Linked DNA regions of Sus scrofa: region 2 is linked to region 1. A link is a contact called in public promoter capture Hi-C data. All regions are on one chromosome and are shown on one strand. The core of a region is the stretch at or near the end of the contact, and the rest is flanking DNA. Distances in the headings are between cores, read along the strand shown. Region 1 holds the start of NUAK2 (NUAK family SNF1-like kinase 2). Region 2 holds the start of ELK4 (ETS domain-containing protein Elk-4).

The links. Promoter capture Hi-C pulls out the DNA fragments that hold promoters and counts their contacts.
Region 2: a promoter capture Hi-C map of liver shows a contact between it and region 1, with 4 times the contacts expected there. The contact joins the promoter of ELK4 here to the promoter of NUAK2 in region 1. A contact is called at or near these places in 1 of 5 promoter capture datasets (liver) and 1 of 47 Hi-C or Micro-C datasets (liver).

Annotation. Positions count from the first base shown.
Region 1 is chr9:65,999,753-66,005,477 of Sscrofa11.1, forward strand. It overlaps NUAK2 (NUAK family SNF1-like kinase 2), which reads right to left and starts at 1,913. Exons shown (of 8, transcript XM_003357391.4): 1 at 1,613-1,913. The coding sequence starts at 1,858.
Region 2 is chr9:66,313,843-66,319,093 of Sscrofa11.1, forward strand. It overlaps ELK4 (ETS domain-containing protein Elk-4), which reads right to left and starts at 2,397. Exons shown (of 5, transcript XM_003357396.4): 1 at 2,026-2,397. LOC106504941 (a long non-coding RNA gene) reads left to right here and starts at 1,499. Exons shown (of 4, transcript XR_001298900.2): 1 at 1,499-1,605.

The sequences.
Region 1 (5,725 bases), core at 663-3,162:
CAGTGGGATTTCTGAACTTCAGTCTCAGTTTCCAGGCCATCCCAGTTCCCCCAATCCAGTCTGTCCCCCAAAAGAGGCACAAGCCACAAGCAGTTATCCTCCAGCTGAGCCCCTGACAAAGCCTGAGCCCAGCAGTCTCAAGCCTGGAGCCTGACGAGGCCCTCACACTTTATAGAAAGGGAATGAAAAGGAAAGCCAGGAAGTACATGATTGCCCAATAGCTGTAACCTGGCAGCGGGCAACTGGGGACTGTGCCAGGCGTTAGCAGGAAAAACATACTCGGTCCTATTGATGGGGCCATAATCCAGTCTCCTTTCCCCAGAGTCCACTCTCCTTCGCCAATGAAATGACTTCTCGAATTTCAAACCAGCTACTGGCTGCAAAAGCAAACAATCTGGGGAGGTGACTGCTGCCATAGCTGATAAGGCAAACCATGGCCACACACACGGGCACACACACATCCAGGCACATCTCACACCCAGCATGCAACTGGATTTGGCAAAACAATCCCTAAACCACCTGCCCTAAAAGCCTTGTTATAATATAGATGATTTGGCCCCTTCCAGACCTTCTGAGTAAAATCCTCTGAGCGTGGAAGCAGGGAATTATTAAACAAGCACCCATGTGATTCCTGTGTACATAAACTCAAGTTTGGGAACCACTGTTAACTTGGTGAAACTTGCCATCCTTTCAGGGCTGGCCTTCTTTTCCAGATATAAATATCAGTTCTCAATCTCAGGAACAATTTAAATTCATATTTGTATCTCATTCGGTCCTCATAAGCATCCATGACTGAGACTATTTTATTTCATTTTTGCAGAAGGGGAAACAAGCGCATAGAGATAAAGTGAATTGCTCACAGAATATATACACCCCCTCCAAATTAATAAGACATATACCTGAAAAGGCCCCAGTCCCAAAGGTATCCTGAGGCGCACAGTGGACTTTGCACCAGAGCTTGGTTTCATATTCTCAGAATTAAAAACCCATCATAATGAAAGTTGGACTCAGTCTTAAAGCTGGAAAGGGCCTAAAGGTCAAATTCACTAGCACCCCCTGATGGGGTGGTGGTGTGTGGGGGGTAATCTCCATAGTGTGCTGGGCTGCGGAACTATCCACACTTAATTGAGGAATTAGTTACCTCATTCATGTACTCAACGACACACTTTTACTAACCTCCTTCTAAGATCAGGTGTTTTCTACTTCCTTTCCCATCCCAGTCTATTGGATAGATAGTCTGTTACCAGCAAAAATTCCACTTAAAACCCATTTTCGTTCTTTAGGAGCTTTCTCATCCCAAGACAGAACACTATTCCTCGTCCTCTATGCGCCCCGCCTCACTCATTTGGCAATCATCATATGCTGAGCTGTTGGGGTTCTCAGGTCCATGACCATTAGCACTGCAATATCAGAGAGAAGAACTACAGCGGACACCACCAGCAACCCATACACATACGCAACCTTGGTGCAGTAAAGACAATGCGGGCCCCTCCACGGAGCAAGGCACTAGCCTTCGTCCCACCCTCCATCACCCTCCGCTGGCGGCCAAGCCCCGAGACCCCAAGAGCCCCGGAGCCCGGCACGGCGCGCCGGGACAGGGAAGTGCACTTACCAGGCGCCCCGAGCTCTCCCGAGCCTTCTTCACTTTCCCGTAGGTACCCTTGCCCAGGGTCTCCAGGAACTCGTAGCGGTGTCTCAGGTTGTGCTTGTGGTGGTGCCGCTTCACCGCCTGCTTCTTCATCAGGGGTTTGGGCGATTTGAGGAGCCCGTCGGCCAAAGGCCGAACAAGCTCCGCTGCCAGGGCAGCGGTGGCCGAGGGACCCGGGCCGAGGCGCCGGGGGAAAGCCAAGGACTCCATGGCGAGCAGGTGAGCGAGGGCAGAGGGGGAATTGGCTGCACGGGGAGAGGTAGAGCTGGGGAACCCGTCTTACACCCCGGCCGGGAACCCACGGCCACACCAGCGCGCACGACCAGGCGCCGCATTCCAAGTTGTTATAAACGCCCCAAGCCGGAGGCTCTGGCCACGCCCCCCAGTGTCCATCCATTGGCCAGTTCCCTTCTGCGTGTAACCAGGGCCGCCCACACTGGCTTCCCTGGCTCCGGCCACGCCTCCTCCCCTCCGCGCCGCAGGGAAAGGTGTCAATGGAGCCCCGCCCACCTGGGCCCCTGAGGGGCAGGCAAAGGAACAGTGGACAACAGTGGCGGCTACTCGGAGGGGGGGAGGGGAGAGGCTACTGCTGTTGACGCTACTGGGGTCCGGAACCTTTGAGGGCCCCTGAAACTGCTCTTGCTTCTGAGAACCTCTTGGTCCTGGTTAGAGCCACCTGTTCCCCTTCTATTTGCTGTTCTCAGTTAGCAAGGGGCAATATGACAGTACTAGAAGTCTCCAACGTGTTTCTCCGTTCTGAGAGCTTTGCTTCTTTCTAGCAGAAATCTATACAGTCACTTAACCACTTGGATAAGGCCATAAGGAGGAAGGAGGGACGGAATGGGATGGAGACAGACTGCAGTCAAGAGGAAGGGCTGATGGAGAGCTGTTCCAGGGTTCTTGAGTTCACCTCTCCTCAGTTGGATCAACCTTAATTGTATCCCCAAAATGTGGTTCCAAAAAGTACTTCACCAAAGAAGGCTTCTAGGGCTGAGTAGAAGTACCAAATTCTCAAAATGTGGTAGAATTTATGAAATGTTGGAAGGAGGTAGAGAGAGCCAAAAGGAGATATTTATTCATTGCTATGTTTGTTTTTTTTTTTGTCTTTTCAGGGCCACGCACACAGCATATGGAATTTCCCAGGCTAGGGGTTGAATCTGAGCCACAGAGGCTGGCCTATACCACAGCCCTGTGGGATCTGAGCCTTGTCTTTGAGCTACACCACAGCTCACAGCAACACCGGATCCTCAACCCACTGAGCAAAGCCAGGGTTTGAACCTGCATCCTCATGGATACTAGTCAGGCTTGTTACTGCTGAGCCACGATGGGAACTCCGGGAAACATTTAAAAAATACAATACACTCCTCCTATACAACTTGTGTTGTTAAACCAGTAAATAGCTGCCCACCTAAGTTTTTCTTTCTGTGGTTTTGGAGCCAGGTAGATCATGAGGTGTGGCTTGGTTTTTAAGACCTGGGGCAGAATCCCCAGGTCCAGAATCCCCATTCTGAGTGTCATTTAGAGTGAAATGAGAATATCCGTAGGCTCCCCTTCTTCCTTTAAATGTGGAGAGTGTGGGGAGAAAGGAACATTTCTCCTTGAGGCTTCATGGTAGCCCACTCCTATGAAGGAGGTATTATTCTGTCAAGACCACACAACTGGTGAGAAACTGGCAGAGATGGGATTCACAAGCACCAGAAGGATGGTGCCTCCAGCTGTGTATTCAGGATGCCCTGAGGATCAAGAAGGACCAGATCCTCAGGGATTGAATTTTGTATTTAGCATCTGCCTACTTTCCTACTTCTACTGATCCTTTGATCCTTTCTATTGTGAGTTAGGGATGGAGAATGGGGCCCTTTGCCTCCTTTGTGGCAGAAGAGGACACTCTTATGCAGGAAACCAATCTCTTTCCCCAAATCTTGAAGGTCATAGGAGGTGGTAGCCGGTTTGGCACTCTTCTCTCCCCAGCCTCCCCTCTGGCTCTGGGTTACCCGTGAAAAGAGAATGAGGCCCAGGGGACAGTTCCCCTGATCACCTGTCTCCTTTCCCCAATTAGATCTACATCATTCCTAGGGTCCAGGTAGCTGGGGCCATCCAGATAGATTAGGGCTGTCAAGAGGAAGCATGGGTAATAAAGAGCAAGCACAGGGCTGAGTGTTGAGACACGAATTTTAGTCCTGATGGACACCAACCCCTTTGATGGCCTTTTACCAATCACTTAGTCATTCTACAAATACTGGTGCCCACTAGGTGCTGGCCTATGGATATGATGGGGATAGGATGGACGAGGTCTCTGCCCTCAGAGAGTGCTCAATCCAGTGAGAAATAAACAAGCAAATCCTAATAGAGGAAGATGTGTCCATAATGGGGGGAGAACAGAATGCTGTTGGGGGATATAAAGAAGGGAGCCTCCGGGCCAGACAGGAAGAGGTTGATCTGGGGCAGCTTCCTGCAGACAGGGCCTTTTATTTTTTATTTTATTTTATTTTTGTGCTTTTTAGGGCCACGCCCACAACCTATGGAATTTCCCAGGCTAGGGGTCGAATTGGATCTGTAGCTGCCGGCGACATCAGAGCCACAGCAATGTGGGATCCAGGCTGCGTCTGCGACCTACACCACAGCTCACAGCCACGCCGGATCCTTAACCCACTGAGCGAGGCCAGGGATCGAACCTGCATCCTCATGGACACTAGATGGATTCCTTTCCACTGAGCCACAATGGAAACTCCCAGACAGGGCCTTTTAGACTGATACCAGCAAAATGGGAGACAGTCGGCCTGATGAATCAACATTTTCTCATAAGATGAAAGGCTCGTACAGATGAGCATAAAATTCTGTGTCATGCTTAATGTAGACCCTTATGAAGTCTAGATTAATTAGGACTTAATCCAGCTTCTGGTTATCCCCAACACCTAGCCCACTGCTAGGCACACAAAAAAAGGCACTCAATAGATGCTTATGAACCAAAGGAATGCACGGGCAGTGGAATTCAAAGACTGAAGTGATTTCCTTCCATTCCCAGCTAAACAGATGATTGCAGGGAGGAGGGTGGTGGCTGGGGATGGGGAGGGGGCTAGGGAAAGATCTCCTGCACCTCTCAGACCTTCCCCACCCCTTCTTCAGCTTCCTTTGACCAGAATGTAAATCCCCGTTTAGGGGACAAGCCATGATAACCAAAGTCTTCAGAGAAAACAGATCTGCTCAGTTTCAGTCATGACGCAGCCTGGGGGCCCCCTGAGAAACTGCGAGACAGGGCTTTAGTGATAAATGGACCTGGCTGTTGTCTGTCCACAGCAGACAGGCAAGGGATGCAGACAAACAGACACAGAGCCGCCGGAAGAGCTTGCGACTCGGAAATGATCTTAACTGCTGAAGCTCAAATTCCTTAAAGGGAGACCTGGTCTACTGTGGAGTGAATGCCTCACAGGGAATCTGATTACGTCAGGGGATTTGGCTGCCGGCAGATATTGGGGAATTCCTGGGTCATGTGCTCGGATGTGCCCAGGAATCTGAGCTGAGCTGAGCCATCTCAATCCTGCCCACCTCACCATCCAGTGTTAGGGGGAAGCAGAGGTGGCTGGGGGTGCGGCGGCTGGGGTGGGGGTGGGTGTGGCTGCTGGTGGTGATCGCTGTGTGAAGGGCTCTGGGATTGACCATTTATTGATTAACCATTTGTTGAGCCTACTAGGTGCCTCACTGGGAAAACAATTAGGAACCCGCATCTGTTCCAGTCCTTACACACTTCACAACCTGTGTGTGTGTGTGTGTGTGTGTCTTTGTGGGTCCAGACCAGCAGAAGAGAAAGTTAATGTGACTCAGAGTAAGGACTGCTGCGATGTGCCAAGTACAGGTTACTCGTGGGAGGCCAAGTAGGGGGTACCACGGCCATGCTTGGGGCGGGGGGAGTTGAGGAGTGGGGCAGTTCTCCTGGAAAAAAGTATATCTAAGATGACTCTTGATGAATGACTAAGAATTACCTCCTGGCTCTCAGGAAGTTCACAGTGTAGTAAGGGAAACAAGATAAATATACAACCTACCATCTAATCCGAAGCAGAAATTGGGAAGGCTCTCAAGACA
Region 2 (5,251 bases), core at 1,147-3,646, 310 kb after region 1:
GGAATGGGAATTTGGGGTTAATAGATGCAAACTATTGCCTTTGGAATGGATAAGCAATGGGATCCTGCTGTATAACACTGGGAATTATATCTGGTCACTTGTGATGGAGCACGATAATGTGAGAAAAAAGAACGTATACATGTATGTGTGACTGGGTCACCCTGCTGTGCAGTAGAAAATTGACAGAACACTGTAAATTAGCTATAATGGAAAAAAAAATTATAAAAAGTGGGGGGGAAAAAAAAGAAAGAGTGGTGAACCACTGGGCATATAGTTAAGTAGAACCTCTTCATTTTAGTTCCTACAAGTGTGCTATTAAGATGGAATTTCTTAGCCATAAAAGAGATTTCCTCAGCCATAAAAAAATAAAAGGAAAAAAGTTACAGAAAACAATTATTTAAAAATACAAAGGTGAAAAAAAGTAAAAAAATACACTTTTATTTTTGTTATCTTCAGTCAAAAAAACCCCAAATCCTTTATTTTTCTTCTCACAAAAATCTCAGTGTTTCTACAATTACAGTATTTTCCCCCAAAGTTACATTTTTAAAAGTGTTTTTAGAAGTATAATGTGGGAGAGAAATACTTAACTGATCCAAAAGAAGGAAACTGATTCTTCAGAGGTTAAATGTGGAAAATACAACTGATTCTAACATAACGCTTCAAAGATAGGAGATTAATCCCTGTGCTAAAATGAAAGGACCATGCTGAGGAATTCACTAGGGAAAGGAAGTCTCTATTAAATGAAACCTTTTCCACCCTAAACATGTTTACAATACACATAGCCTAGTTGCTGTGGTGACCCCACAGCCCAACTATTTTTCAGAAACAGTAGCTAAGACCCAAAAAATACATGTCTCCAAATTCAGAAGGTTGCTTCAATAAAACAACCAATTATGACATGTATCAAGACTAATTTTGAGGTAAAACCATCGTCGTTGTCAAAAAGTACCTTGTGTATCCTACACTAACAGAATATTAAAAGTGTACTGTTACCATTAAACTTAAAAACAGTAGTTCCCTAAATGGATTCCACTTAACGCAGTTTTAATGTTGAAATAAAAGTCAAGAGAGAGTTCCTGAGAAGGGAAGATAGAACCACAATACGTTGTAACTAAAACACTACCGACACTCTTAAATAGTGCAGCACCAAGTTTTCCACGCAGTGGGGCGGTAAGTGGGAGATGGCAAAGGGGGAGGGAGGACCTGATCCACCAACCAAAGAGATGCGCGAACCGTTCTGATTCGGAATAAAACTCCAGGGTCTTTACTTAAATGCCCCGAACTTCAAACAGTGATAGCCTGGGAAAAAGCCAACTCTATCTTTCGACTACTTCAATCAAGACTGCCCCTTCTTTCCCGCCAAGGCCAGTTAATATTCAGCTCTTAAAAGACAGTTCCGAAGAATGAAGAAGCCACCAGCCTTGCGGCAGCTGTATATTAATCGGAAAGTAAAGGGGGAGGAGGTTTGCTGGAGAGAAGCAGTTAAAGAAATGAAACTTGACACCGGATGAACAGCGAGCTTGGGGAGAGGAAGAGACGCGGATGACCGTGTGCCCCCGAGGAGATCAAAGTCCCGGGGAAGAGCCGCAACCTCACCGTGCCTGGGTAAGCACTGAATTACCGTACTTTCACTTTCCAACTTCCTGTCACTACAGAAAGTCAGAATCGCTCCCCTGTTGCCCTCCCCCCGCCCCAAGGAAAAAAAACAAAAAAACAAAAAAAGCAACCCACTGCCACCTTTTTAACCAGAGGACCTCGCGGGACCAAATAAGGGGCGAAGAGAACGGGGCGCTGCCGCGTCCACCTGCGCGCCTCTGGGCTGGGGCCACTGGAGCGGGCAGGGCGGGCTGGGGGCGGGTCCCCAGGGGAGCGCGCGCCTCAACCCCGCTCCCGCCCCCGCCCGCTCGCTTCCTGTTGTGTCGCGAGCCCCTCGCCCCCGCCCGCGCTCTCTGCGGTTGGAGGCAGCGGCCGCGAGACCCAGACGGGGGCTCGGGGTAAATGAGGCGCGCGAGGCTGGCCGCTCACCGAGGCCGCGCGCGTGGCTCCCTCCGAGTCTCCGCCTCGAACACGATGCTCTTCTCCGCCCGCCGCCTCCTCCTCACGCTGGGAACTCGAAGACGGCGCAGCAGCCGCTGCGACTCTCGCGGCAGAGCCGGAGAAGGCGGCGGCGGCCGAGCAGAGCCCGCCGGGTGTCCGCAGCCTCCCGCATCTCCTGTAGCCGCCGCCGCACCCGCCGCGGCGTCTCGCGCCCCGCCCTCCCCGCCCCCGCACGCGGCGGCGGCGTGGGTCGTCGAGGCCGCTACTCGCCGGGCGCGCGCTTGGGGCGTTCTCGCCGCTGCCGGGCTTGCCTGTAGCTCCGCGGCCGCCGCCACTCTCAAACCCCCCCGAGTAGCGTCTGGGCCCCTCCCGGACGCCGGAGCCGCCGCGCGTCACTTCCGGGGGCGGGAAGGGAGGGGCGGGCTGCAGAGGGGCGCTGCCAGCCGCCCCCGCCCCCTTTCCGGGTTTGGGGGGCCGGGGTGCGGGGATAGGCATTGCGAGGGCGCCGCCTGGGGTTCCCTGCTTTGCACTGTCCGCCGGTCTTCTAAACAGTTGCTAAGTATTTGCCGAGGCGCGCGACCCGAACTTTCGCTGGGAAAGCTCGTTCTGGCGTTGGAGTCAAGAGACATTCAGTCGTAGCTCCACTTCTCACTAACTTGGCAATCTTAAGCAACTTTCTTTAACTCCAAACGGTTTCATCATATGTAAAATGGAGAGAACCCAATCTCTTAGGGTTTAATGATTAAAAGAGATAAAGTACATAGGTGACTTCTCAGAGTGTCCAGCGCATAGGTTCTCATTAAGTACAATTCTTAAGAAACCAGGTCACACTTGATAAGAGAAACTCCTTGAAGAATTTATCAACAGAAGGTGGAGACAGCTAAACAAAACCTCCAAGAAATGGATTACATATCCCATTTAACAGGAAATCAAGGACAGACCAAAGTCTTAGACTCTGTTTTTCCTGGTCATGTACTAGCTGTGTGTCCTGCAGTGAATTGCTTAACCTCTCTGAACCTCAGTCCCCTTATGTAAAACGGAAATAACGTGCGGCATTGCTGAGAAAATGTGATTTTATTTTACCTGGCACATAGTGGACACCCAATAAATAGTGACGTCATTTATTTTGCCTCCTCCTCATTCCCACAATTGAATTCGTGGTGAAATTAGTTGACCTCACTGAGTGAAATGGGATCCTATCATCCCTTTGAAGGCTTTTGGAAAAGAGTCATCACTTCCTTTCATTTCCAACCTCCTCCACCATAATACAGAGTAATTGTGATACACAGTTATTCGTGGAAAAGCAACGGCCCTCTGAAGATGTTAACCCTTCTAAAATAATTTTACCCAAGGATCGTAAACTTATTTTCATTAAGATGTGTTTTAAAAGGAACACGAAATATCTGAAAAGCACTAGCAGTTTTGGCCCCTGCTACAAGTTTTTTCCTTGCAACAACTTCCATTTTAGAAACCAAAAGGAAATAATATGATTTGGGGGGGGGGGGAGCACGCCTTTGGCTTACAGAAGTTCCTGGGCCAGGGATCAAACCTGAGCCACAGCAGTGGCCGGAGCTGCAGCAGTGACAACACCAGATCCTTAACCCACTGAACCACCAGGGAACTCCAGAAATAAGAATTTTTAAGGTAGACTTTTTAAGATGCACCCAATAGAAACATTTGTTTATAGGAAGATTTTATTTTAAAGCCAGTTAAAGATTTTGGAACAGCTAAGCATTCAGAGCTTCTCTGCAGACTACCCTGCTGTGCCCAAACTAGCAGTAAACATCTGATTTAGCCTCAGGGTCTGTAGTTGTATCATAACCCTGTAGACTGGGCTGACAGTATTGTCAATTCTGAGGTGTTTTTGGAAAAGGGCCTACTTTGGGAGTTCCTAAATTAGTCATAGCAAGTCTGTGTGCTTTCAAATTGATTGGGTTTTCTGTTTTGTCTTGTTTGTTTTTTAAACACACTGTATGTTGACAGCAGAGAAACTAGAAGAAAAGTGGATTTCAGAGGAGTGCATTGAAATTAAAAAGTCCATTAATGTGCCTGGTTTTCCCACTCAGGATTCTGTAAATATAGAATCTCTCTCCATGGTTCCTCACACAACAGATGGTTCTGTTTTTGCAAACTCCATGGCATGTATGTTGGTCAACCAAAAAGACTGTGCTTTTTTGCTATCTTGTTTGGTCATTTTCCCAGCAAATAGATGAATTCCCATTCTTAGCCTTCGCTACCCAGGGCTATCTCACATAAAATTTGTACAGGGTTTTTTTTTTTTTTTTTTTTTTTTTTGGTCTTTTTGCCATTTCTTAGGCTGCTCCTGTGGCATATGGAGGTTCCCAGGCTAGGGGTTGAATCAGAGCTATAGCCGCCGGCCTATTCCAGAGCCACAGCAACTCGGGATCCAAGCTGCTTCTGCAACCTACACCACAGCTCACGGCAACGCCGGATCCTTTACCCACTGAGCAAGGCCAGGGACGGAACCCGCAACCTCGTGGTTCCTAGTCGGGTTCGTTAACCACTGAGCCACGACGGAAACTCCTAAAATTTGTAGATTTTATTGACTGTTTACACACATGTTTTCTGCCTGATCTGCCCTAGATTGTGTGTTTAACCTTTACAGTTGTCCCAGCCCAGCCACCCCAGTGCCCCTAATTTACTTACATTTCTTTTTTAAAAATGTTTTGCTATAGTTGATTTACAGTGTTCTGACATTTTCTGCTGTACAGCAAAGTGATCCAGCTATATATACATATATTCTTTTTCTCACATTATCCTCCATCACATTCCATCACAAGTGATTAGTTATATAGTTCCCTGTGTGGTTGCATTTCTTACCCCAATAAGAAGTTATGTTCATTTCCTCTTAAGGCAACTTCCCCTTCCCTCTCTTCTACTTCACTGCCTCATCTTTACCCCAAGTTAGTACAGTCATCTCTCTGTATCCAGGGGTTCCATGTTCACAGATTTAACTAATCGAGGATCAAAAATACTAGAAAAAAAATTCCAGAATTTTCCAAAGAGCCAAACTTGACTCTGCTGCATGCCAACTATTTACTAAGCATTTACATTGTATTAAGTATTATAAATAATCTAGACATGATTTAAAGTATACCAGTGGGGAGTTCCCATAGTGGCTCAGTGGAAACAAACCCGACTAGGAACCATAAGGTTGTGGGTTCACTCCCTGACCTCACTCAGTGGGTTAAGG